Linked DNA regions of Mus musculus: region 1 is linked to region 2. A link is a contact called in public Hi-C data. All regions are on one chromosome and are shown on one strand. The core of a region is the stretch at or near the end of the contact, and the rest is flanking DNA. Distances in the headings are between cores, read along the strand shown.

Region 1 (4,918 bases), core at 575-3,074, 300 kb before region 2:
AGACTTCCTAGAGCTGTTTTTCTAAACTGCCGGCCCCGGCTCTTCCCCGGCTTCGGCATTCTGGCCTGCGGGTTCTGGGTTTTAAACAGGCACACCTCATATCAGAGGCAACGCTTTCTCTATCAGGGATCTCACTGCCTGCATAGGAAGTTTTGGGGGTACTTTCTCAGGCCAAGCTCCTTGCTGAATTTGCGGGATACAGCAAGGAGTTCAATTTACAGTTCCGAACTGAAGGAGAGGGACAAGCTCACACTTGTAGTCCCCAAACTGGGGGAGACTGAGGCAGGAGGGGCTTAAAGCCAGGTAGGCTAGAGTCAGCCTGGGCTACTGAGTGAAACCGTTGCTCAGCAACTGGGGTGCAGGGTACAGAAAGAGAAGTTCACATTGCCATAGAAGTGAGACAAATAAGTGCACACACATTTACAATGACAAACTGCCACGATGGCAGGTAACTGTGAGGAAGAATGATATTCCTGGAGAACTTGGGACATTTGGAGACCACGAATTTGACTACCATAGTGCATAGAACACAGTCTGTATTACCTGGAAGTCTAGCTTCGGGCAAGCAGTTAGAGGACAGAACTTTCAGGAAAAAAGTAGGGAACAACATGTCTGCCTAATCATTTGCCTTTCAAGAGAGCATCAAAGAAAGGGGGGAGGCCGGGCGTGGTGGCGCATGCCTTTAATCCCAGCACTCGGGAGGCAGAGGCAGGTGGATTTCTGAGTTCGAGGCCAGCCTGGTCTACAAAGTGAGTTCCAGGACAGCCAGGGCTACACAGAGAAACCCTGTCTCCAAAAACCAAAAAAAAAAAAAAAAAAAAAAGGGTGGGGAAGACCAAAAATACTGAAAGACCTGAGCATGCTTAGTATCAGACAGACTTGACTGGACAAGCAAAGGACTCTTTACTTTTGTAAGCCACCAGTAGGGGTGCATTTGTGGGGGTAATTTGAATGTAACTCCAAACAGTCCTCAAGAGATGAACGATAGACTTCTGCTCTCGTTTTCATTTGTTTTTAAGGCAGGGTCTCTTGCAGCTGAGGCAGGTCTTGAACTCATTGCTGCTCCTGTATCTCTCTCCCAAAATCTTTGATTATCGATGGATGCCACTATTTTGACTCTAAAAAGTTTTAAATGATTTATTCTTATGTGTAACGGTATTTTTGCCTGGATGTCTGTCTGCGGACCACATGCATGTAGTGTCTGATGAGTCCAGAAGAAGCCTTGGCCCCTCTTGGAACAAGAATTACAAACTTTTGAGTAGCCGTGTGGATGCTAGGACTCAAACCCGGGTCCTCTGGAAGGGCAGTCGTTTCTCCAACAGGCATTTCCAGTTACAGGTTCTTGAGGAAAGGATCATTTCCTGGTGTGGTTCTTTCATTCTAAGCCCATAGAACAGTAAGAAGTACACAAATACTGCATGTACAGGGTTGCAGACAGCAGTTTGGTATGTAGTATTGATCTACACGTACTGATTGTGGCAAGGTACATACTTGCAGATATGCTGTACGTATGATGGGGTACAGGGTGTGTTAAGGCGCACATATTGAGGTGTTTAAATGAGGACATGATGACCGCGGGATGGTGTATAGTGTGTTGGAGTGGTGTGCTGAGATTGGGTACATATTGCGGGGCACACCGGGTCCCAGCAGCAGACACAATGATGTACACCGAGCCCAAGTTACCCATAAGGAAAGGCGAGGAGATCTGCGCTAAAATGGGGAAGGGTTCGAAGTTCCCGCCTCTCTTCCGCTGCCACCGTGCCCAAATGCCTAAATATTGCCAGACTTCAGGCAGAGTGTAGCCTCTTCCGGGAGTGGGCGGAGCCCCATGAGGAACGGGCGTGGCTTCTGGTTCGCCCGGCTGGGCCTGGCCTGCAGGATCTTGCCTTCCGCCTGTTCGCTGGATCTGTCCCCAATATGCTGCGGGCGCGCGGGCCTGGGCCCGGCGCTCTGCTGCTCCGGGCCGCGCTGGGTCTCGGGCGGCGCGGGCGGTCATGGCAACGGCCGCAAGGCCAGGACACCGGCGTGCAGGTGCATAACAGCCTCACTGGCAGGAAGGAGCCGCTGATAGTGGCCCGCTCGGACGCAGTCTCCTGGTGCGTGCGCCGGGAGAGGCAGGGCGGAGCGAGGCGGGGCGGGAAGGTGCGCAGGGGCAAGTCAATTCTGAAAGCCTGACGTGGTCTCCCGAGCGTCACTTAAACACCGCGCGTGTTCAGTGAAGGTTGTTAAGGAAGACTTAGGGCTCCTTTTACATATCTCACATGGTGGATCTTAATATGTTCCCAGGTATAGCTGTGGACCGACTGTGTACGACCATGCACATCTTGGCCATGCTTGGTGAGTTTCCTAGATTTGAACCTTTGACAAAGTCAGAGGGTTATTTATTGTGCAAAGAGTAAACTGTTAGCTTGTTTTATAATCTGTTAAGTGAACTGAGTGATGATTGCATTCTGGGAATTGTGAGACACCGGAATGTTGGTCTCTTTGGTCTTCATAGCTGTTTGGAGTTGCATACCCATTGGAGTTACTGTGAAGGAATAGAGAGTGACCCGTTTGCGAATTAGATGTTTCTAAGGTTGGTCCAGAGACCCGAATCCAACAGTGGGGGATCATTGCCTGGTCTTGGACGGATCACATTCTTGCTGGAATCATGGTTCTTATTTTGAGTGAAGACAGAAATGACAACATGACATCTTCATGGCAGTTTCTGGAAATGTCTATGAAGTGCCGCTTAGCACAGCGCCCCCAAGTGTTCTAAGTGCTCCACCACTGACCCACTGACCGAATACTGTCTTGCTAGACTCCAGGGAGCATTGGAGCAGTATTTGTTGACATTTCCCATCTCTTGATATTTTAGTTGTTGTCTTGCACTTTTTTGTTTGTTTGTTGTTTTTGAGACTGAGTTTCTCTGTGTAGTCTTGGCTGTCCTGAAACTCACTTTATAGACCAGGCTGGTCTCAAACTCAGAGATGTCCCTGTCTTTGTTGGAATGCTGAGATAAAAGGTATACGCCTACTGCCTGACTCTTGCACAGTTTTAATTGGGTATTTTTAAAAAGATTTATTTATTTATTATATGTAAGTACACTGTAGCTGTCCTCAGATACTCCAGAAGAGGGCATCAGATTTCATTACGGATGGTTGTGAGCTACCATGTGGTTGCTGGGATTTGAACTCAGGACCTTAGGAAGAGCAGTCAGTGCTTTTAACCACTGAGCCATCTCGCCAGCATCCTTAATTGGGTATTTTTAGACCTAAATGAAACGCAAGTGTGGAGGCCAGAGGACATCCTCAGATGTCATCCTCAAGTGCTACCTTCTGTCTGTTTTGAGACAGAATCTCTCACTGCCTTGGAAGTCCACAAACAGGCCACGCTGGCCGGGAAGCTCGTCCCCAGGGTCCACCTGTCTCTGCCTCCAGCACTGGGGTAGTGGGGACAATCCGAGAGAACAAGAGTGGTAAAAAGCTCTTGTTGCTTGGCAGTGGTGGCGCACACCTTTAATGCCAGAGCTCTGGAGGCAAAGGCAGGTAGATCTCTGTGAGCTCAAGGCCAGCCTGGTCTACAGAGCAAGCTCCAGGACAGCTAGGACTACACAGAGAAACCCTGACCTAAAGCAACAAGAACAAAACAGTCTTGACATTGAGTTTTGTATCAGGATTTTTTACACACTTAAATACATGCAAACTCATCCAACAGCTTTAATCTTAAAAAAGGCAATACAGTGTCCCAAACTGATGTGATTGCTTTTGTTGCGTCTCACAAGGCCCTTCTGGGCCTCCAGGTGGGACCCAGTTTGTAAGAAAGTACTTGGCTTAGTTCCCTATGAACCAAGCATCAACTGTAGAACACTGTTTGGAAGTTACATAGTAGCGTGTTATACTGTAACCCATTTCTTTTCAAGAATAAAGCTGATGGGGCCCACAAGATGGCTCCCTGGGTAAAGGCACCTCTTGTAAGAACCTGATGACCTGAGGTTGATCCCCAAGATTCACTTGGTGAAAGGAGAGAACCAAGCCCCGAAAACTGTCCTCTGACCTCAACATACATTCTGCACATCTGCCTCTCCTGTGTGTGTGAGAGGCACACATACACACACACACACACACACACACACACACACACACACACACAGAGCATTCATACCACAGACACTATAGTAGCAGTAGTAAACATTGTGTCCTGGAGAGATGATGTAATGCTCAGAGTACTTGTTTATAGATGAACTAAGTTCCTCCCATCACCCACATGATGGCTCACAACCGTCAGATGCACACATGGTGCACATACATACACACAGGCAAAATACATGCACATGAAATAAAACAAGATAATCAAAAATAACATAATTTTTAACAGCTGGGCAATGGTGGCGCACACCTTTAATCCCAGTAGTTGAGAGGCAGAGGCAGACAGGTCTCTCTGAGTTTGAGGCCAGCCTGGTTCCAGGACAGCCAGGGCTATACAGGGAAACCCTGTATGGAAAACCAAAAAACAACAACAAAAAAACTAGGTTAAAAATAAAATACTGGTCAGGTAGTGGTGGCGCACACCTTTAATCTCAGCACTTGGGAGGCAGAGGCAGGTGGATCTCTGAGTTCGAGGCCAGCTTCGTCTACAGAGTGAGTTCCAGGACAGCCAGGGCTGCACAGATACAGAGAAACTCTGTGTCGAGAAGCCAGAAAATAGAATAAGTAAATTAACGCCGTTGATTCTGTGTGTTGAAGACAGCCTGGCAGTGTTTTTCTTTCAGCTCCTATGTTAGATTTGACATTATCCGGAGGATCCTGACCAGAGTGTTTGGATGCAATGTGGTCATGGCGATGAGCATTACCGACGTGGATGACAAAATAATCAAGAGAGCTAACGAGGTAAGCAGCCTCCCTCACATTGACCGGCAAGCCGGTGGCTGAGCGGCCGT
Region 2 (5,273 bases), core at 1,151-3,650:
GAACAGAGATTTTTCTGTTGCTATTTAGCTTGGGACAGAGGCATCAGCCAGGTGCTAATGGGGCCTCAAGGGCTTGTGCCAGGGACCTGGGTTGTATTCTGCCTGGGATTTTCCGTTCCTTGGGTGGGGTGTGTTGTGCTGTTGTTTATCTCAGAATCCTGTCTCTAGTGTTGATGTGTGCCAAACACTAGCTGAATAACTTCTTCAAAGAAGGTGTAGAGGGTGCATCCCAAGCTTTAATTTGTGTTGGCCATCGGATTCCCTCTATTTTCTGTGAAAACACACGGAGATCCTCTTACCCAGGTTTTGTTTCAGGTGTGAGCAAACATTTTTGCATGTGCTGTGGTTCCCTTGAAGATCCATGATCCTATTGTTTAAAATGTAAACAAAACAAAACAAAACAAAACCGTGAAAGCCTCACTGAGACAAGGGTTCCATGCTGACCCTCAAAACAGCCACAACTTATCCATTTAAAATATTTTGCTAAACTTTAGCATAATATAATACATGCTAAAATTTAAAAAGATATACTTTCAGTTCTATTTTGTACAGAAGTATGCTTTGCCTGCATGCATGTATGTACACTAAATGTGTGCCCAGCATCCACAGAAGCCAGAACAGAGCATCTAATCTCCTCAAACCCAAGTTACAGCTGGTTGTGAGCTGCCATGAACCAAACCTGTGTCTCTGCAAGAGCAGCCAGTGCTCTTCACCACTGAACCATATCTACAGCTCCCTAGATCAACACTGTAGACACAGAATTTTAATTCATCATTCAGAATAAACTCACTACATAGCCCAGGCTACCCTAAAACTAGCATCCATCCTCCTGCTTCAGCTTCCTAAGTGCTAGGATTAGAGTCACCACCCCTGGCCATCGTGATTGCTTTTGATAATAGGAGTTTTTGATGATAACTTATTTTAGGCACATTTTATGTTCCCTTTAGTTTTTGTACTTGGTAATTGTTCCTTGAATTTAGAAATTCCCTACTATTTCAACCTCGCATGTTCTAGTTGCTTCCTATTTGACTTTCTTGCTGAGACTTGAGGGAGCTGAATCTTAAGCTCTTTTTGCAGTGTTGGAAGAGGCTGGGACATGATTGGGTATTACAAAGGGACCCTTTCTTTCCACATTTTACGGGATCTTTATGTGCTTGCTGTAGATAATACGGTAAGCAAACATTTTAAGTTCCTCCAGCATGAAACTCTATTTCAAGCCTAATTTGGAATGGCTAGTGTCAGCCCCGAGATGACTCTGAGGCCTGCCTCCCTTCATCTTCATAAACAATGGCATTTTGTTCCTCTCTTCAAGTTCCAAGTTTTACTGGGGAAAATAGCCGTAATGGTGTTCCTTGTTGTATAATCTTTTTTTAAAATTTTTTTTATAGATACAGATTGAATTTTAGAAGTCCATTTATAGTTAAAATTACTTTAGGGGCTAGAGAAGATGAGTTTTTAAAAATTATTATTATTAATATTGGCACATACTTATTAGGCAAAGTGGGATAATTGACATCTGCATTTGGTGTGACAGTCAGGTCAGATCAGGATGGCCAACATCTCTGTCTCTTCAGGCATCTACTGTCTCAGTGCTGAAAACCTACAGACTCCTCTCTCTATGACTGACATAATTAATTTCTTGTAACAATGAAGCCACAAAGCGTGGTTGCATTGAATTTTTTTTGTGTAATATTTTACAAGCTTCTCTTTCTGGCTCTCCCTTCCCTTCCTCCGTTGCTGGGATGAGAATGCAGGGATCCACAAGCTAGGGAAATGGTCTGTTGCTGAGCTGAACCCTCAGATCCTTGCCTTCAGCGTTGCTGGCTCACTGTCGTGGTGAAAAGCCATGGTTGTGGTGGTCAGTTGTGACCACCCTGTCCTTGGTGCTTGTCGCACACTGTGGGAACTGGATGACAAGGGGGTCTTCCTCCCCCACTTTGTGCTTGGCCTTGAGCTTAAGGGTGGTCACAGCTGGAATGGTGCCCACTGCAGCTGCAGCATCTGGTGTGGAAACTCCTGGCTCTGACATGTCCAGCTCGCTGCTCTTCTCTCTTCCCTGGCAGAAAACTGTGAGAAGCAGGATGGAGCCATTTGGTTCCAGCGCAGTGTGCGCCATGTGCTAGCTTGTTGTATAGTTGTGTGAGCGCTTGTCCCGTCTCTCTATTCTGCTTCTGTTCTCATGGTAACATTAGAGAGGGCACTGGGTATCCGATTATGAACATGCAGTCTTTACTAGAAAAAAAAATGAGAACATTAAAAAATGAGGAATAGCAAAAGGCTTGTGAAAGGAGGCGTCACTTCCCTCAGTTACTTGATTGCAAAACTCTTGGGAGATGTGGTTGCTTAAGCCCTCCACTGACATTTGGGGAAGAATGTGTTCTTGTGGTGAAGGCTGGTCTGGGAATTCAGATTTCTTCCTTTCTGTTCCCAGGAGTGTGAGGGGTCACCAGTGACATGTGACCAGTCAGCTCAGGATGGGTGTTGAACTTTCTGGACACCATGAACATAAGAGGGTCCGATTCCCCGGCTGACATCATGCTGTGGATTCGTTTAATATGCTACTGGGAACCAGATTGCTCTAGTGACCCAGATAAAGAAGGGACCTGGGGTGGGCTGACTTCATTTCTAATTCTGCTTCAGAGCTGAGTCAGTGGAAATCTGGTAGGAATCAGGTCATCTGGCTCCCTTCCCCGCCTCGTTCATTCCATGATTAAAATGGGAAATAAAAAAACCTTATCTCTGCTGGTCTTCTGGAGATACTGCCAATATCAATTAAGGACTAAAAATACTCCGCAGACACACTAGAAAGTTCTCCGCCAATGTTCCATTTTCGAGTCCTCCCCAGCTCAGTTTGGGTTATTTGAGAATTTGCAATTCAATTTTTATTTTATTTTACTTATTTATTTTATTATTATTTTGGGGGCCATCTGTTCAGAGTTCGGTCATAGTCTCTTTTGAGTTGTCTTTTTCTACATCTGAAAACCCTTCGAGAGAGCACTTTTGCTGCTAGCAGTTCTCACAGCTCCTCGGTTCCACCACCATGACAGGCTAAGGGTGAACGTATGTTTCACTCTGCCTTTGGACAAGTCTTGGTGGGGATTTCCTTCCTCAGCGCTCACTGGGCGTCTGGGAGGAGGATCCCACATCCATATGTGTGTGCTTGAATCTGCTCCTTCCAGTTGGTTTCATTGCTGCTGGCCCAGGGGTGGAGGAATGTACTATGTCCCCTCTCCTTTTGTCTTTATAAAGACCCAGAGGATCGGTGAGACCCTGAAGCAACTGAACAGTTTGGAGGGAAGCGGGTCTTTGAACATGCTCCCTTGTCTCGTTTGATCACGTGATGGTGGAGACCTTTTAAGCACCTCATGGCGCGTGAAGTGCTACTTGAGGGGGTGGGGAGTGGCAAATAGGGTCCTAACCAGGTCATTTCCCTTTGACTTTGCACTAATGAAGCTTAGAGAAAACCCTTGAGTCTTAAGCAACCCTGCCGGCCCACTCTAGAGTCTCTCATGCTTTGAAATGAGCTTTAGCAGGTTACCTACAGAGTAAAGATAAAATGTGTTTATGGGTTTTTTTTTTGTATTGATAATCTAAATATGCCAGTCTCTAAAACATCCCTCCATCAGACCCTTAGCTCCCTTTTGCTGCTACAAGGTACTCTAATCTCTCTAGGTTCAAAGGTTGGTGTCTCCTTCCTGTGTGTTCCCACCTTACAGTTTTTTTTTTCTTTCCTGTGACACCCAGCCCTGCTCCCCAGTCTTTCTCCAGCCCGCAGTGCATAGCAGTCTGACTCCTTTTGTCTCTGCCCATATTTATTTTGCATTCATCTTTGGAAGGTCAGCCTAAGGTCCAGAGCAGCACATTTTTTTTCTCTGTCTCTCGACTTTCTCTGTTTTTTGTTCTTTCCCAGTGTATTACAGCCCTTGTCAAACATTTATGCCATGAATGATAGTTCTTATTTTAAAAATCATGTTTCTTATTTCTTTTCTGATCTGGGGCAGAGGCCACCAGTAAACTTTCATCTTTTCGTTGGAAAAAAAAAATTACTGTTGAAAAGGAGACTGATCTAAGCCCACCGTCAAGCTATTGATCATTTGTGTGCTGAGATCAGAGCTGTGTCTCTGCTTATCAGTACCTGCAAGGGTCTAAAAAGAGAGACACGGATGGGCTGCTCAGAATGTCATCTGTTGGGAGCAAAAAGGTACCAGTGGCTGGGTGAGATTATAACCAACTCAATGAATAAAACTCAAGTATTTTTTTTATTTTATAGACTTTACATATTATACAGCTCCTAGTATCTACAAGCCATTATGTCAGGTGATAAATATTAGAAATCTAACATGGAACATCTGGAGAAGGTTTCATCCTTCATTTTCATATACTCATCGTATTCTCTTACGGTGCTGGGAAGGACTTAGAAAGGTTTATACTTTAGTCCATTTCCTTTGGCAGAACAGCCAATAGAATGAGCAGATGGGTGGGTGGGTGGGTGGGTGGATGGATGGATGGATGGATGGATGAGTGCATGCATGGGACGGTGGTTGGCATGTTGGATGTATGTGTAGATGGATGAGTAGATGGGTATGTGGGTAGATGGATATAGAAGGGAGATAGGTGGGTGGATGTGTGGACAGGTGGGTTTGTAGACAGGTGGGTGGATGTATGGACAGGTGCGTGAGTGGGTGGGTATATAGATGAGTAGGTAGGTAGATGTGTGGATAGGTGGGTGGTGGATATGTAGACAGATGTGTGGGTGGGTGGGTACGTGGATGGATGGATAGATGGGTGGATGGATGGATTGGTAGGTAGGTGAGAAGAGATTTGCTCATAAAATTGGCTCCTATGATTGGGAGGCTGAGGAGTTGTACCACATGACTCCTGAAAGCTGGTGACTTAACGAATTTAAGGCTGGAAGCCTGAGAGCCTGGGACTGCTGGCAAAATCTGTGTGTCTGAAGACTGGAGATCTGAACTTGTGGTGTAAGGACCAAGAATTGCCCTCTGCTTTGTTATGGCTCACACCTCCGCTGTCTGATGCTCCAGCCTATGACACTCAAAGGCAGGTCTCCCTCAGTCTGCCCACTAATGGAGATGCTGTTCTTAGCACAACACCTTGCAGGCACAGCCAGGAGTCATGCTTCACCAGAGTTCTGGACTCGACGTGGTCAAGTTAACACCTCAAACCGTCCATCTCAGCTGATCCTTTTTCTTACCCTGACTGACCTGTGTGTTGCCCCACAGGGAGAAAGAGGCTTGCCAGGGTTGCAAGGTGTC

Evidence for each region. Hi-C and Micro-C count contacts between places; a contact is called where the count stands out from the background.
Region 1: a Hi-C map of muscle stem cells shows a contact between it and region 2, with 3 times the contacts expected there. The contact joins the promoter of Cars2 here to the enhancer-like site in region 2. A contact is called at or near these places in 1 of 39 promoter capture datasets (hippocampal neurons), 8 of 484 Hi-C or Micro-C datasets (the C2C12 cell line, the HL-1 cell line, the N1E-115 cell line and 4 more), 4 of 115 datasets of contacts at active chromatin or transcription factors (extraembryonic endoderm stem cells, neural tube, pancreatic cancer cells and 1 more) and 2 of 9 other capture datasets (adipose tissue and pancreatic islet).

The regions. Positions count from the first base shown.
Region 1 is chr8:11,547,677-11,552,594 of GRCm38.p6, reverse strand. Cars2 (cysteinyl-tRNA synthetase 2 (mitochondrial)(putative)) reads left to right here and starts at 1,824. Exons shown (of 15, transcript NM_001359137.1): 1 at 1,824-2,096; 2 at 2,287-2,337; 3 at 4,751-4,868. The coding sequence starts at 1,918.
Region 2 is chr8:11,247,063-11,252,335 of GRCm38.p6, reverse strand. Col4a1 (collagen, type IV, alpha 1) reads left to right here. Exons shown (of 52, transcript NM_009931.2): 3 at 5,241-5,273. Among named protein-coding and RNA genes, the nearest start is that of Gm32709, 12 kb to the left of the region's middle. Within about 2 kb of position 2,400, at least 55 of the 459 cell types and tissues checked have an H3K27ac peak or open chromatin away from gene starts, as enhancers often do. A contact at or near this core is called in adipose tissue and muscle stem cells, where this site is marked.